Linked DNA regions of Sus scrofa: region 1 is linked to region 2. A link is a contact called in public HiChIP or PLAC-seq data. All regions are on one chromosome and are shown on one strand. Each heading gives the region's core, a stretch centred on a gene start, on an enhancer-like site or on the middle of the called end of the contact. The rest is flanking DNA. Distances are from core to core; before and after follow the strand shown. Region 1 holds the start of YIPF6 (protein YIPF6). Region 2 holds the start of OPHN1 (oligophrenin-1).

Evidence for each region. HiChIP or PLAC-seq counts read pairs in DNA pulled down with a chosen protein or histone mark.
Region 1: an H3K27ac HiChIP or PLAC-seq map of alveolar macrophages shows a contact between it and region 2. The contact joins the promoter of YIPF6 here to the promoter of OPHN1 in region 2. A contact is called at or near these places in 4 of 47 Hi-C or Micro-C datasets (heart right ventricle, liver and skeletal muscle) and 2 of 2 datasets of contacts at active chromatin or transcription factors (alveolar macrophages and skeletal muscle).

Annotation. Positions count from the first base shown.
Region 1 is chrX:54,660,217-54,667,662 of Sscrofa11.1, forward strand. It overlaps YIPF6 (protein YIPF6), which reads left to right and starts at 1,555. Exons shown (of 7, transcript XM_003484120.4): 1 at 1,555-1,966. The coding sequence starts at 1,910.
Region 2 is chrX:54,614,384-54,621,661 of Sscrofa11.1, forward strand. It overlaps OPHN1 (oligophrenin-1), which reads right to left and starts at 2,662. Exons shown (of 25, transcript XM_021080299.1): 1 at 1,887-2,662; 2 at 1,588-1,745. The coding sequence starts at 1,741.

The sequences.
Region 1 (7,446 bases), core at 305-2,804, 45 kb after region 2:
AAGACTCCTAGGGGTCAAAAAGGGAGGGGGCACCAGGCCATAATTCATCTTGATACCATCCCCGGCACCCTTTGCTTTGGAATCTCTTTGCCAAAAGATGCACATGCATATCAGAGACGGTCTTGTGTCCGGTCAGGTGTGAGAAATAAAAGAAAATTGGCTAAAGGTAAACAAAGACCCAGAAGAACTGCGCTACATAAGTGATTTAAATCACCTCTCTGATGCACTCCTCACTCAGGGGATGCCTGCACCCACACTTCTCTTTGTGGTGTGTATTACTTCTTTGCTTCTGACTTAAATATAAACTACTTCTCTCTGTGCTCTCCCACATGTACTGTGCCTCTAACAATAAACTTTATACCTGTTTTCAAAATCTTTGCCTCCTTGAAACATTCTTGCTTTCAACAGGGGGCAAGAGTCAGGGCAATTCTATTTTTAGCCTCTAGCTAATCTAGTGGCTAGGGCTCCTGATTTTCAACCAGGCTGCTCAGGTTCAATTCCTGAGCAAAAAATTAAGATTTCGCTCGAAGCCATCACTCACTGCTATCTCTCCAAGATCAAGAAGAATTATAAGAATATTGAACAAAACAGAACAAGATTCCCCCCCCACACACACACAAACACACCCCTCATTAGTTTGGGAAATTCGCCACGCTACATTCCACATTGTTTCTTAAGTTTACTACTTGTGTGCTTTCCTGAATTGCCTACCCCCAAAAAACAAAGCACTCTATTTCACACCCATCCCCTCCCTACTCTGTAAAAAATGGAAAACCGGTATTTATGCGCCCCCACAGGCACCCAGTAGCCTGCATATTGCTTGCATCAATAACGGACCTCATTCCAGCATGGGGTGAGATAAATCGGAGTCTGAAACAAAGTTCCACGATGAGACAGGGAATAGAGGTTGGGACATCCAGGAGTTTTCTTTAAAAAGTTATTCTTAATAATCACCATCTTTCAGTCTGAATATCTTCACTACTTGCCCCAAATCACCTAGCAACTTTGTAAACTGTGGTATGATTAAAACTTTGGCCAATGTATAGAGAAATACTCCCTCCTCTCGGCCTGCCACCAAGGGGGTAAGGGAGAAAAGTAACCTTGGAGGTCGGTGTGAAAACAATATAAAAGTCGAGGAAGGAGTTCCCGTCGTGGCTCAGTGGTTAAAGAATCCGACTAGGAACCATGAGTTTGCGGGTTGGATCCCTGGACTTGCTCAGTGGGTTAAGGATCCCGCGTTGCTGTGGCTCTGGTGTAGGCTAGCGGCTACAACTCCGATTCGACCCCTAGCCTGGGAACCTCCGTATGCCGCGTGAGCGGCCCGAGAAATGCAAAAAGACAAAAAAAAAAAAAAAAAAAAAAGTCGAGGAAGTGGGAAGCCGCTAGGTGGGATGAGAAGCTCAGGGATTCGGCCAGGCGGGGTGACAGTGGAGGGAGCGGTAGGTAGGGGGGGCTGGATCCTTTCATTCAGCGGCTGGGAAACAAAATCCCTTGGCCGCCGGGGGAGGGGCAGGCCTTTGCCCTAAGGTGTGGTGCTGGGGGGGGGGATGGGGGCGGTACCCGGAGCCTACTCTTTGAGAGCCGGAAGCGGGCGCAAGGGGCGGGGGTGGGGAGAGGAGGAAGCGGCGGTCCCAAGGCCGTCGGAGCACGCTGAGCATCTGGATGGAGTATTAAAGGGGGAGCGTATCTAGAAGGACCCGTGGCTCCGAGGAAGGGAAGCGAAGCGACACGGATCTCTTCCCAACCCCCGGAAGACGAAAGACGAAGGCCGACGGCCGTGATCACCAACTGCTGCCAGGCGCCTTTTGGTGACGCGGCCACCGCTCGCAGACGCGCTGACGGACCCCGGCCTCCACGTCGCAGGTTCTGCAAAGGCCTGTGGGAGCGTCCCGAGAGAAGGAGGGCCAAGATGGCGGAAGCGGCGGAGTCTCCTGGAGACCCGGGGACAGCAACGCCCAGGCCCCTGGTGAGCTTGGGATCTGCGACCGAAGGGACCGAGGGTGAGGAGAGTGCACCTTAAGGAAGTCGGGTGACGGGCTGGTTGCCTGAGAGTGCCGGAATCCCTTCCTCCCGGCAGGCCCTTTCTGTACCCGATACCAAAACCAGTCCCAACACTGCACCTATTCTTTGGGGTTCTTCCCTCCCTCGTTCTTTCCACGCCTTCTTGTGAAACTCATTCACTTTCCCTTCCCAGACTCTGAGGCTTGCCCTCCTCCCCTGCATTTTGTTAAATGCCGAGCTTTAAGCAATTTAATTATCTTTGCATCTGCTGTCCCTTCATTTTGTCAAGACCTGTCCTTAGCTCTTGTTGAAGTAGCCGCATTCTGGGATTTATGAGAGATTGTTTCCCATGGGACGTTATAACTTTATTTGCTTCGTGACCCCTCCCCCCATCGTCTTGGTTTAATCCTTGCCCTCCCTGTCGAAGCTCCTTGCAATCCTCTTCATCCTCTTCATGATGCTCTCTTGCTCCTGCCTGTACAGAGGATAGGATTTATATTGCAAATACAAGTCCAAAGCCTGGACAAGTATTTAAGAACACAGGTTTGGGAGTTAAACTTAACTGGTCTGGAATCACTCACTCTGCCGGCTGTATGAATTTGGGCAAGTCATTTCATGGAGAGTATTTCGTTATCTGTAAAGTGGAGATTAAAATACCTTTCTCAAAGAGTTCTTAGGAAGTTAACCTAATTAATGTGAAGTGTCTAATACAACCAGTGCCATAACTGAGGAGTGTAGTCAACTGAACATTCTGCCCTCAGTCCCTCCTCCCAAGCATTTAATTGTCTAGCAGTGTTTAGTTATATAGTAGTTGCTCAGTAAATGGTTCAGCCCTTTCATTTGTTTTAAACTGGCAACTTAACATAGTAGAGGACTAACCTGGGAGTCAGATGAAACTGATTCTAGTTTTCATTCTGCTTACTAGCTCTATTTGTTTTTCTCCTCATTCGACAAATATTTATTGAGCATCCACTATATTCTAGTCACTCTTTAGACACTGGGGATACAACAATGAAAGAAGGTGAGTAGGTCCAAGTTCTCATGGAGCAGTTGTGACCTTGAGGAAATCACTCTGAACTCCAGTTTCCTCACTGGGAAAACGAGGATAGTAACTCATCATAGAATTAGAGTACTAAATCAACTAATACATAGTGCCTGGTATACAATGTAGTTATAGTATATAACGTAGTTACATGTTATAACCATATAACAACCATATAACCATAGTGCCTGATATATAACATAGTTACAGATGTTTAGGTGTTTCATCTAATGTGCCCCACTCCTCTTTTATAAGCTTTCCCCTAATTAATTTTAGTGGTTCTGGTTACTCATTACTCAGTGTCCAATCCACTTGTATTCAACAAGGTTTTTTTTTTTTTCTTTTTAGGGCCACACCCGTGGCATGTGGAGGTTCCCAGGCTAGGGGTCTAATCAGAGCTACAGCTGCTGGCCTATGCCACAGCAATTCCTGATCCAAGCCACATCTTTGACCTACACCACAGCTCATGGCAAGACTGGATCCTTAACCCACTGAGCGAGGCCAGGGATTGAACCTGCAACCTCATGGTTTCTAGTCAGGTTCGTTCCCGCTGCGCCACGATGGGAGCTCCTATTCAGCAATGTTTACTGAACTCCCAGTGTGTGATACCCAATGCTAGTGGCTTTAGGGTGTATAGATGGCCTACCATTATGGTGCTTACAGTCCAATTTGTAGGGATGAGACAGATGTACAATGCTAAAATATGACAATATATAAGAATGGTACACATAAAATACTAAAAAAGTTTAAAAGAAGATGCTATCATGTCTACTTGGGGTGATGAAGCAAGCTATGTGGTAGAAGTTATATTTGAGGGGGCCTCAAAGGATGGGTAGAATTTGAAATTCAAGGTGAGCATAAGAGCTGTCAATGATTGAGAACCTGCTATGTGCCAGGATTGTGCTAGACATCCTCTGCGTGTTTTATAGACTTCACAGCAACTATTTAAGTTAGGTGGTTTTTAAACTGTATTCTATTTGCTGGTGGGGAGATGAGACTCAGAGAAATTTGATCATTTCCCTAGCGTGGCCAGGCTGAAATTTCAACCTAGGTCTGCTTCTGAAGCCCAGACTATTTCTCTTAGTGCTACATAGCCTCTCATGATGAAGGTACAGAGGTTAGGAGATGCTAATGTATTTATAGAATAACTTTGGCTAAAGCAGGGAAGTATTAGGGGTAAACCTTAAAAGATAAGGCTGCTAAGTTAGAACGGCAGTATGGAACAGTGGTTATAGATGTATGCTCTGGGGTCAAATTGCCTAGGTTTTCTTCTCTGCTCTGTCATTTAATTGGCTGTGGAATATTGGGGAGATTACCAAACCCCTCCATGGCTCAGTTTTCCTATCTGTAAAATGAAGATTAAGTGATACTTACAGGGCTGTTGGGTAGATTAAATGAGTTAACACATGTAAAACACTTGGTAGAGTACCTGGCATGTAATAATCATGCGATAAGTGTTGTTTCTTGCTGTTAACTACTATGTTGGGAAGTTTAATAGGCAACAGGAGCCAGTGGAAATTTTTGAGGAGGGAAGGGTTTAAAATCATGAATGTTGGAAGTTCCTGTTGTGGCGCAGTGGAAAAGAATCTGACTAGGAACCATGAGGTTGTGGGTTTGATCCCTGGCCTCGCTCAGTGGGTTGAGGATCCGGCATTGCCGTGAGCTGTGGTATATAGGTCGCAGACGTGGATCTGGCATTGCTGTGGCTGTGGTGTAGGCTGGATTCTACAACTGCGATTAGACCCCCTAGCCTGGGAACCTCCATATACCGGGGGCGTGGCCCTAAAAAGACAACAACAACAAAAAAAGACAAAAAAAATAAATGAATGTTTGGAGAAATCTAGGAGACCAACACAATTGTTGTAGTAGTTCCATGAGGAAGCGATGGCTACCTGGACTTCAGCATAGGCAGGAGATGTGAAGATTTGAGAAAGGCAGAATCCTTCAGGGTTTGCAGTGCTAGGGAGAAATGTGTCTTAGTTCAGTGTTTTTCAAACTTTAACATGCATCTCAGTCATCTGGGAAATCTTGTTAAATGCAGATTCTGATTTAGTAGGTCGTGATGAGGCCTGAGATTCTGCATTTCTAGTAAGCTACCAAGTGGTGGTGCTGCTGCTTCTCCTAGTATCTCATTTTGAAAAGCAAGGCTATGGGCAGATGGGATGACAGTGAGGCCCTGAACAGAAATACAGATGAGGAGAATGAGGGCTCTAAAAGAGTATTCATTTTTGGAAATATTTAGTTTGAGATATTGGCAGGCCATCCCATAGATATATAGCAGACAGTTGGACACTGAAATCTGGATTTAAGGGCTCATAAGCAGTCAGGACTAGAGAGGTTGATTTAGGAGTCATTTGTGTAGAGTTGAAAATACAGAATCTTAGGTAATGCCTGTCTACTGCCTGTCTAGGGAGCAGGAAAAAGAGCCATAGTAATGACTAGCCTGAGGTCTGGAAGGAAGCTGGTCCCAGGTGAAGGTGCTGACTAGAGACCATGCCACTAAGCGCCCCCACCCCAACCCCTTGGAGCCAGGCCTCTTGTACAGAGCTGTTTTCTGCTTGATGCCCCGCTCCCCAACCTTGTTGACTCTTCTCTCTCCAGGATTTTGGTCAGTAGCATGACCCATTGCTCCAGCCGCTTTTTTTTTTGGTCTTTTTTTTTTTTTAATTAAAGGCCACACCCATGGCAAATGGACGCTCCCAGGCTGGGGGGTCCAGTTGGAGTCACAGCTGCTGGCCACAGCCACAGCAACACAGGATCCAAGCCACGTCTGCGACCCATACCACAGCCTACGCTATCACCTGATCCCCAACCCACTGAGCGAGGCCAGTGATCAAACCTGCATCCTCTGGATACCATTCGGATTCTTTACCACTGAGCCTCAACAGGAACTCCTCCCAGCCTCTTTCTTAAGGCTTCAGGCCCTGCTTTTCCTGTGTGTTTTTGGCTCTGCCTCTGCCTGCTCCCCTTATTGGCCCAAACCAGGCAACAAAGTGTGCATGTGTGTTTCTGTGTACGTATGTGCATAAGCCTGCCTGCACAGATGAAGGGGAGGGACATGGGGTCAAAGTCACCTCTGTTTTCCACTGAGGGGCTAGTCAGAGAGCAGGGTCCACTAGCTGAAGGCTTAGTGATGCTGTCTCATTTATTTGGCTGGAGGGCCATGGATCCTGGCTAAGCTCACTGAGCAATGTCACTAATTCTCTGGAGAAGAGACAGGAAGGGTTGGGATGGGGGATGGGTAAGAATCACATGGCCCACTTTAGTGATTGCAGTGACTTCTGAAACCAAGTAGCTGGAGTTAGGGCCAACTTCCCAGGCTAAGGGAACAGTCTTCTATAAGACTGCCCTGGCTTCAGACATTAGCCACATATTTGGAGGTTCCAGGGACTACCCTCACTTTTGACCTACTGGCTACAAATTCAGAGATTCCCATTATCCCCTCATTCTCCTTAATTCGCTAGAATGACTCATGGAACTCAGGAGAATGCTACACTTAAAATTACATTTTTATTATAGAAAAATACACTTTTAATATAGTAAAAGGATACAATCCAAGTTAGCAAAAGGGGGAGATGCATAGGTTGAGGTCTGAGAGGATCCCTAACACAAAGCTTCCTTGTCTTTCTATGGAGTTAGGACAGGACTCTGATACGTCGATGCCTGACAATACTGCCAACCAGGAAAGTTAACTCATGTATCTAGAGTTTTTATTGAGGTTTCATTACGTAGGCATGATTAACTGGATCATTGACTCCCCCCCCCCCCAAGAGGCCAGGTTTATACCACAGGACTCAAATGCCCAGTCCTCTAATCTTGTGTTTAGTCTTTTTGGTGTTGTTAGCCCCCATGCTGAGTCATCTCATTAGCATAAACTAGGGTGCCACCAGGACTCGCCTGTTGGCTAAACTATTAGGGCCCACTATGAATAACAAAAATATTACTGTCATTTAGGAAATTTCAAGAGTTTAGAGGCTACCTCCCAGAAACTGGGGACAGAGGCCAGCCAAGTTCTTTCTTTCTTTCTGTTTTTTTGTCTTTTTAGGGCCATACTTGAGGCATATGGAGCTTACCAGGCTAGGGGGTCTAATCGGAGTTGTTGCTGCTGGCCCATGCCAGAGCCACAGCAACGCCAGATCCAAGCCAAATCTGTTACCTATAACACAGCTCATGGCAACGCTGGATCCTGAACCCACTAAGCGAGGCCAGGGATCGAACCTGCAACCTCATGGTTCCTAGTCAGATTTGTTTCTGCTCCGCCACGACGGGAAATCCCCAAATTTTTTATTATGTAACAGTGACAGAGCTTGAATTGACTTTCCTGGAATCTTGAACCTGAACTAACATTTATCTAGCCCCTGCTGTGATTCTGCTACTGTTTTACTTGTATTAAATACATTCCT
Region 2 (7,278 bases), core at 1,412-3,911:
CCAAGCAGTTTACTGTAACAAGTAAATAAAAAGAAAATCCAAAATTCCCCCTTTCTCCTTTTAGGAACCCTCACCTTTATAACTACTTTTGTGGCACAGCCTTCATATCTTTATCCTCTTAAGGGACTCTATTAAGTGGCAACACACCCCAAAGCCTGGCCTAAAGTCTCTAAGGATCAGCATTTCAAATACCCCATCTTTAAGGTCCTTCTTAAATACCCCATCTTAAGGGAACTTTAAGGTCCTTTGAGGTCCTTTAAGGAGTTTACTCTTGTTCAGACTACAATAGGACAAACCATTAAATGGTCAAATTCAATCTAAGGACTAGCAGGAACTTGGAAAAGGTATATTCTGAGCAAAGTGGGCAGACAACACATGCAGGGAAAGCTCAGACTCCAAGGGGCAAAGCAGAAGAGCTGCACAACAAATACTATTGAGCCTCTGCTCCCAAGCCTCTCTCCTTGTTCTTGGTTGGCTGCATTTGTCTTAAGAAGGTCCCCTTAAGAAGGACCTAGACACAGTATTCAGGGGATAAATCCATTCAGAACCAAGTTATAAGCATACAGAACATATTTGTCAGTGGCTCTGACTTAATTTTTCATAATCATCTTTTAGCCAAGAAGAGAAAAAAATGAATTATCACCACCTATTCACTATCCTCCATTCTTCTGGGTATATATACTTTGGCACAAAGGATTGGTTTCTCTGCACTCTCCTTGAGGATGTTTATTATTCTTTCTCCTACTCCAAGCCTTCTGCCAACTAGCAGTAATAAAAACTCCACACACAGTGGGGAAGTGGGGGAGGGCCCCACAGCTGTCAGCTGTGGCCACTGGGAAAGCCAAGCCAGGTGAGGTCCCTTCAGCCCAGTGACTGCCAACCTCAGCTCTATAGTATGCTCCTGGGGGTGGGGGGTGTCCTTGTGCCAGGGATTAGGCAGGTCTTTGTTTCACCCTGGAGCAGAATTCAGTGGCATGTGAATTCATTTAATAAATGTGAACTTAAACCAACCTTGACCAAACTCATGGCTCATCAACTTAAAAAAAATCACTGGGACAAAGGTGCTGAACAAGAAAATTTCCATAGAAAATAACTTGCCATTGGAAATTTTTTACTGCCCCCATACTTATCTGTAGCAACCAGAGGCCTTGCAAGGAACAAAAACCCTGACTCAAGCTGCTGGCCTGAATTCCCAATTCTTTAGGAGGTGCTGGGGCAGTTCCTTGGTCAGCTTGGATGTCCCTTTGCCCCATACATAGGTACTAAAAAGTCCAACAGTACAAGCAGACTGTCCCTTCCGAACCACAGTCTGACAAGAAAGGATAGTTATGGAACAAGAGAGTGCCTGGCACAGCTACAGATCCTGTCTAAGGAGGGCAAGGTCACTAAAGGGAAAGGCCCCAAATTCTAGTTGTACCCACTACCTTCAATTTTTACTGACCCAACTTCCAAAGTGTCTGGAAACCCATTTGCGTCACAGACTTGGGCTGGGAATCACCCTGAATCCTCCCTTCCCCTCTGGTATGGAAAAGCTCAAAGGCCAGAGCCACCAGCTCAAGGAAACTGCTATCGAAGCTTTCCACTTACTTCTCATTGCGCCGATAAGCGCGTTGCCGTCTTTAATCACGTCTTTGATGAATTTATTGGTCCTCTCCAGCTCCTGCTCATAACACTTGAGCCTCTCGCGGAAATCAGGGCTGTCCAGGTAGCAATCGCTGAACTCCAGCGGGGGATGCCCCATGGTTCTGAGGGAGGGGTTTGGAAAGAAAGGGAAAAGACACAAAGACCAAGAGCATTAGTGGCATAGTAGGGGGAGTGCATAGGGTACAGTGCGTGCAAGACCCGCTTAGGAAGCTGTAGCCTCCCTCCCTTTGGAAGACAAGTACCTGTTCTGATGAGATTCCTGGGGACAGCTGGCTGTTTTGTACCGGAAACAGGCGGCCTGGTGATTGCTTCAGGTGACCGGGAGAGCTAACTAACGCAGTTGGATCCTGGCGGGGTGCTACCTAGCAAGCAGCATGTGCCCTAGGCATTGCCCCCTGACAGTCAGCAGAAACTGCAGCTCGGCTCGCCTCCGGAGACCGGCCGGATCCTTCCTGGGCAATTGCAAACGTGACACTTCGGCCCGCCCAGGGTGTAGGCGGGGGTGAGCGCCGGGGATGGGAGCTGCCTCTCCTTGCTCCCTGCTGACTAGCCAGCTGAAGATTTCCTTCGCAGAACTCCAAGGGCAACCCGGATCAAACTGTCCCCTCCCTCTTCTTAAAGCCAGAGCCTTCTCTCCGCCCCGGCGAAGCCCTCGCACCGAGCCGGGGCACTCGGGCTCCTTCAACTGTATCTTACTTGCACCCTAGGGTCTCGTTAACAGTCCTCCGTCTCCCAAAGTTCCTCCTGGTCCAAGGCAACCGGCCTTCTGTCTTGTTAAGCGCCAGAGGGGTTAAACTGGGGCGGCAATGAAACGTAGCTTTCCTCCAAAGACGCCTGAGCGGGAAGAGGAAGGCAACACCACGACGCACAATAGCTGCAGTAGCCCGGCGCTTCCCTACGGAAACTGGGGAGCAGTCAAGCGCCCTAGACTCCAGCTGGAAAGCGTGGCGGCCTGGGAGATGTAGTCTTTCCGTTTCATGCCCTGTGACTCCTCCCTGCGATCTCCCCACCACCCCGCCGGGACAGCCGCTCTCGCAGAAAGGCATTCCCAGCCAGCCCCAGCTAATAGCCGTCCCTGCCCAGCCTCGAGGGGTAGGTGCGTAGCACTCTACTGGAAAGTTTCCAAGACTGCAGCAAGCAAGAACCCGGGAGGGATCTATTGTAGGAAACTGTGCCTCCCTTCCCCTTATTTGGCTAGGTTGTTAGTTCTTTTTCCTTCCTCTCTTTCCTGTCTCCCTTTGTCCAGCCCAGTTATTTTCCTCCTATGGTTCTCATTTCTATTGATCCTAGAGTTCTAATTCTCCCGCGCCTTCGACCTGAAGGGTTTACTCCTGCTCTTGGCTCTCTGCATTAAACTCAGAACCCCCCGCCAAAGAAAGGGAGGCTGTGATTAGGAGTTCAGTTTCCCTTGAATGGAACCTCAAGGTGTGGATTTTGTGACCCAACTCATTGCATAGGCCACTGATTAAAGCACATGATTTTCCAAGGGTAAGTGGAAAACCTAAGAGGATGTTACAAGTTGTCTTGCAGGTTCCCTGAGAGGTCTCTTGTCCGTTGTTCATTGTAGGAGAACTGGGGCTACTATTACAGGCAGCTGCTTTGAGATTAAGAGCAGCTAGGGACTGGAAAATAGTGTGTACACAGGTCAAAAGATTCATTTTAATTTTGGAGAAGTGTTTAGATTACATTGCTCTGTGCAGAAAACCAAGAAAAGCCAGAACTGAAGGGGATTGCAGAGAGTGTTAATGGCTAGCCCACCTGTGTTAGTGTCTTATTGCTGCTGTAGCAAATTACCACAACCTTGATGACTTGAAACAGCACAAGTTTATTATTTTACAGTTCTGGAAGTCAGAAATTAAAAATAGACCTCTAGAGGCCAAAAGCAAGATGTCGGAAGGGCTGTGCTCCCTTCTGGAGGCTTGAGGGGAGAATCCATTTCCTTGCATTTTCCAGCTTCTAGAAGCTGTTCATATCCCTTGGCTCATAGCACCCTTCCACCATCTTCAAAGCCAGCAATGGCTGATCAGTTCTCTCTCTCACTTCCCCACTCTGACACTGACTTTCCTGCCTCCCTCTTTCTCTTATAAGGACCCATCGAATAACCCAGGATAATCTCCCCATCTCAAGGTACTTAAATCAGAGTCCTTTTGTCATGTAAAATAACAGGTTCCAGGGATTAAGACAGGGATACCTGAAACATTCTTTACCTTCCACACAATCTATATTCTTATAACCAACCCATCTCACTAATCCTCAAAACAATCTTACAAGGTTAATACCTATTTATACCTATTTAAAGATGAGATAGCTGAGTTGAAGAGAGGTTGTGTCTTGCCTAAGGACACACAGCTAGTTAGGTGGCAGTTCTTGAACTTGAACCTACCCTGCTCTTAATCACTACACTATATTGCAGTAATGGTAAAGCATCCAATGAGGAAACACTCTCTGAGAATTAATAGGAAGCCAGATCGGCAGGAAAGGGTGTGTGTGTGTGTGGGTGTGGGTGTGGCCATGCCCATGGCATGCAAAAGTTCCAGGGCGAGGGATTGAATCCGTGCTACAGCAGCAACACAAACCACAGCAGTGACACAAGCCACAGCAGAGACAATGCCGGATCCTCAGCCTTCTGAGCCACCAGGGAACTCCTATTTCCTACTCTTTTCATCTTTAGGAGAAAAGGTCCATTTTCTGGATAAGCATCAATACACGTACTAAGGGAAGATGCTCAATGAACAGGTACACAGTCTTTCATTCTAGCAAGCATTAACTTCATTAATTAAGTTAATTTTCAGTGTAGTGTGCATTAATTAATTCAACAAACATTGATTCAACACCTGCTATATGCTTTGATTTTTAGAGCCTATGCCTGTATTTTCATTATGATGAACATTACCACTGACATTAATGATGTTGGGTATCATCTAACACCATATACTCAAAGTGTTTTACAGTCATGTCTGTTATCCTTTATCTAGACAATGAAACAGAAGTGCAGAAGAAAACAAATGCCCTAGACTAAATACCCAGGAAGAAAGAGGGTTAAAATTGGAACTCACTCCTTCAGATAATAGCAGCATTAACAGCATTATCCTAGGTGCTTTGCACATGTTATACCTAACCCTGACAACACCCGCTATAGGATTGGGGTCTTCAAATTTTTATTCACATAACTCCTAAATTTTTTTTGAGTAGCTAGGTATTCCCTTATATATTTTTAGGTTGACATCTAAATTTTTTCATCATGTTTAGTTGGAAAAGGTATAATCGCTAGCATACTATACATATTGACAATTTAAAATAAAACAGTTATATTACATGTTTAAAGACATTCATCGTATGCTAGAAACCAGGGCAATTTGATGCCCACCATCAAACATTAAATGCAAAACAAAAGCGGTAACTTTTCTTTAACCTACAAAAAATATATATTGTTTCTTTTCGCTCCTTGAAATCAAATATCCATTGGATTCTCCCTACAGAATCATCTTCTGTCATAATACATTTTTATACTTGAAAGTCCTCTATTGATCTCCATATTGAGTTTCTCTGCACAAAAATATGTCCATAGATAGAAATTAAATTATTTTTATTTCCTCATGACCATAAGTCTCCAAGTATAAAAAGTCTTCTGGATTGAATTATAGTTGCAATTATTATGCATATGTAATTGTTAAGATATTATATATTGTGATTATTATTAAATATAAAACATATAATTTCACTGGAAATGCATCTCTCAGTGAGATGGAGAAGGCCTTGAGTTAAAGAAGATTCCTGGACATGAATACTTAAAATTGTTGCTTTATTTAGCCCCAAGGGTTTTTACCTCCTGGATAAAACTACCACAATATGATTCCTGACCTTTGAAAGGTATGCTCTCCTTAATGAGAGGCTGGGGGAAAAAGTTGGGAAAGGCAAACAGAAGGTCAGTTGCAAGGCAAATCATTTTTAGCATATAGTTCTAAAGGAAGTTGGTGGTTTGAAAATTGGTTCCCTTTCAACTTCATTCATATTTACCAAAACTTGGAAGGAATCAAGATATTCTTCAGTCGGTGAATGAATAAATAAGCTGTGGTACATCCATGCAATGAGATATCATGCAGTGCTAAAAGGAAATGAGCTATAAAGGCATGAAAATACATGAAGGAACCTTAAATGCACATATTACTAAATGAAAGAAGTCAATCTGGAAAAGTTACATATGGTAGGATGACAACTATGTGTGATTCTAGAAAAGGCAAAAATAGAGAGACAATAAAAAAGATCAGTGGTTGCCAGGTTGTGGGGAAAGGAGAGAGAGACGAATAGATGTAGTACCAGAGGATATTGCGAGCAGAGAAAATGCTCTGTATGATATTATAATGGTGGATGCATTTCATTATATGCTTGTCCATACCTATAGAACATACAATACCAAGAGTGAACCCTAATGTAAACTTTGGACTTTGAGTGATTATGATGTAAGTTCAATGTAGGTTCACCAAATGTGCCACTCTTGTGGGGGATGTTAATAATGAGAGAAAGCATGTTTTGGAGACAGGGGTATATGGGAAACCTCTGTACCTCCCTCTCAATTTTTGTGATCCTAAAACTGCTCTAAAAAATAAAATTATTAACGTTTTGCAGGAAGGAAAGAAATCCTATTTCCCCTGTTTCTTGTATGTCAAGGTAACACCACCTCCACAGACATTTTTTTTTTTTTTGGCTGCATCCGTGGCATGCAAAAGTTCACAGGACAGGGATTGAATCTAAGCCAAAACAGTGACCCAAGATGCTGCAGTGATAATGCTGGATCCTTAACCCAATGCACCACAAGAGAATACTTTGTTGTTGTTCACAGTCCTAATACAAGGCAATACCTCTTTTCTAAGCAATCACTCTATTTCAGGTGTGATGCTATGGAAAGAATACTGAATTTAGAGAAATGCAGGTAATACTGTTACCACACCAAACTTGAGTCCCCTCACCTGCTCATAGTAAAGCCAATCTACTGACACCAGGTTATGGTGAAGGAGAGTGCAGCATTTACTGTAAAGTCGCCAATACAAGGAGGACAGTGGCTCATGTTCAGCAAAGCAATTTAAAAGCCAGGTGAAGGAGTGGCGTGGCAGGGTCTGTCATCAGCTTATGTACAATTATCTGATTTATCATGAGGTAAAAGGGCAATGTCACAGGAGTTAACATTATCAATCCTTAGGCTCCAATAGGCTTATGGTCATCAAATAATTAACATATTCCATTGGTGGAGGGGGAGGGTTCACACCTGTAAAACAAATGAGGAAATGTGCATCAGATGCTATTATCTAGGTACTTCAAAGATGTGTTAAAACAGAAGAAATGGAAGAAGGGTCTGTCCCAGAAGGTCCCAAAGGGTACTGCTCAGTTACAACATAGACCTCAAGTCTGACTCCACTCTTCAGAAGCTCTGTGACCTTGAGCAACTCATGTAAACTCTCCTTGAAATAGTACCTTCTTCACTAATCTTTCTAAGGATTGACGAATAGATAATTCATTGGAAACTGCCTGGCACATAACTCCTCAATAAATGTTCCTTGAATCTAGTGCTTTTTCATTGTTCTTGTTCTGATGGACAGCACCAAAGAGGCAGAGAGGAGTCAGATTGTTCACAATAAT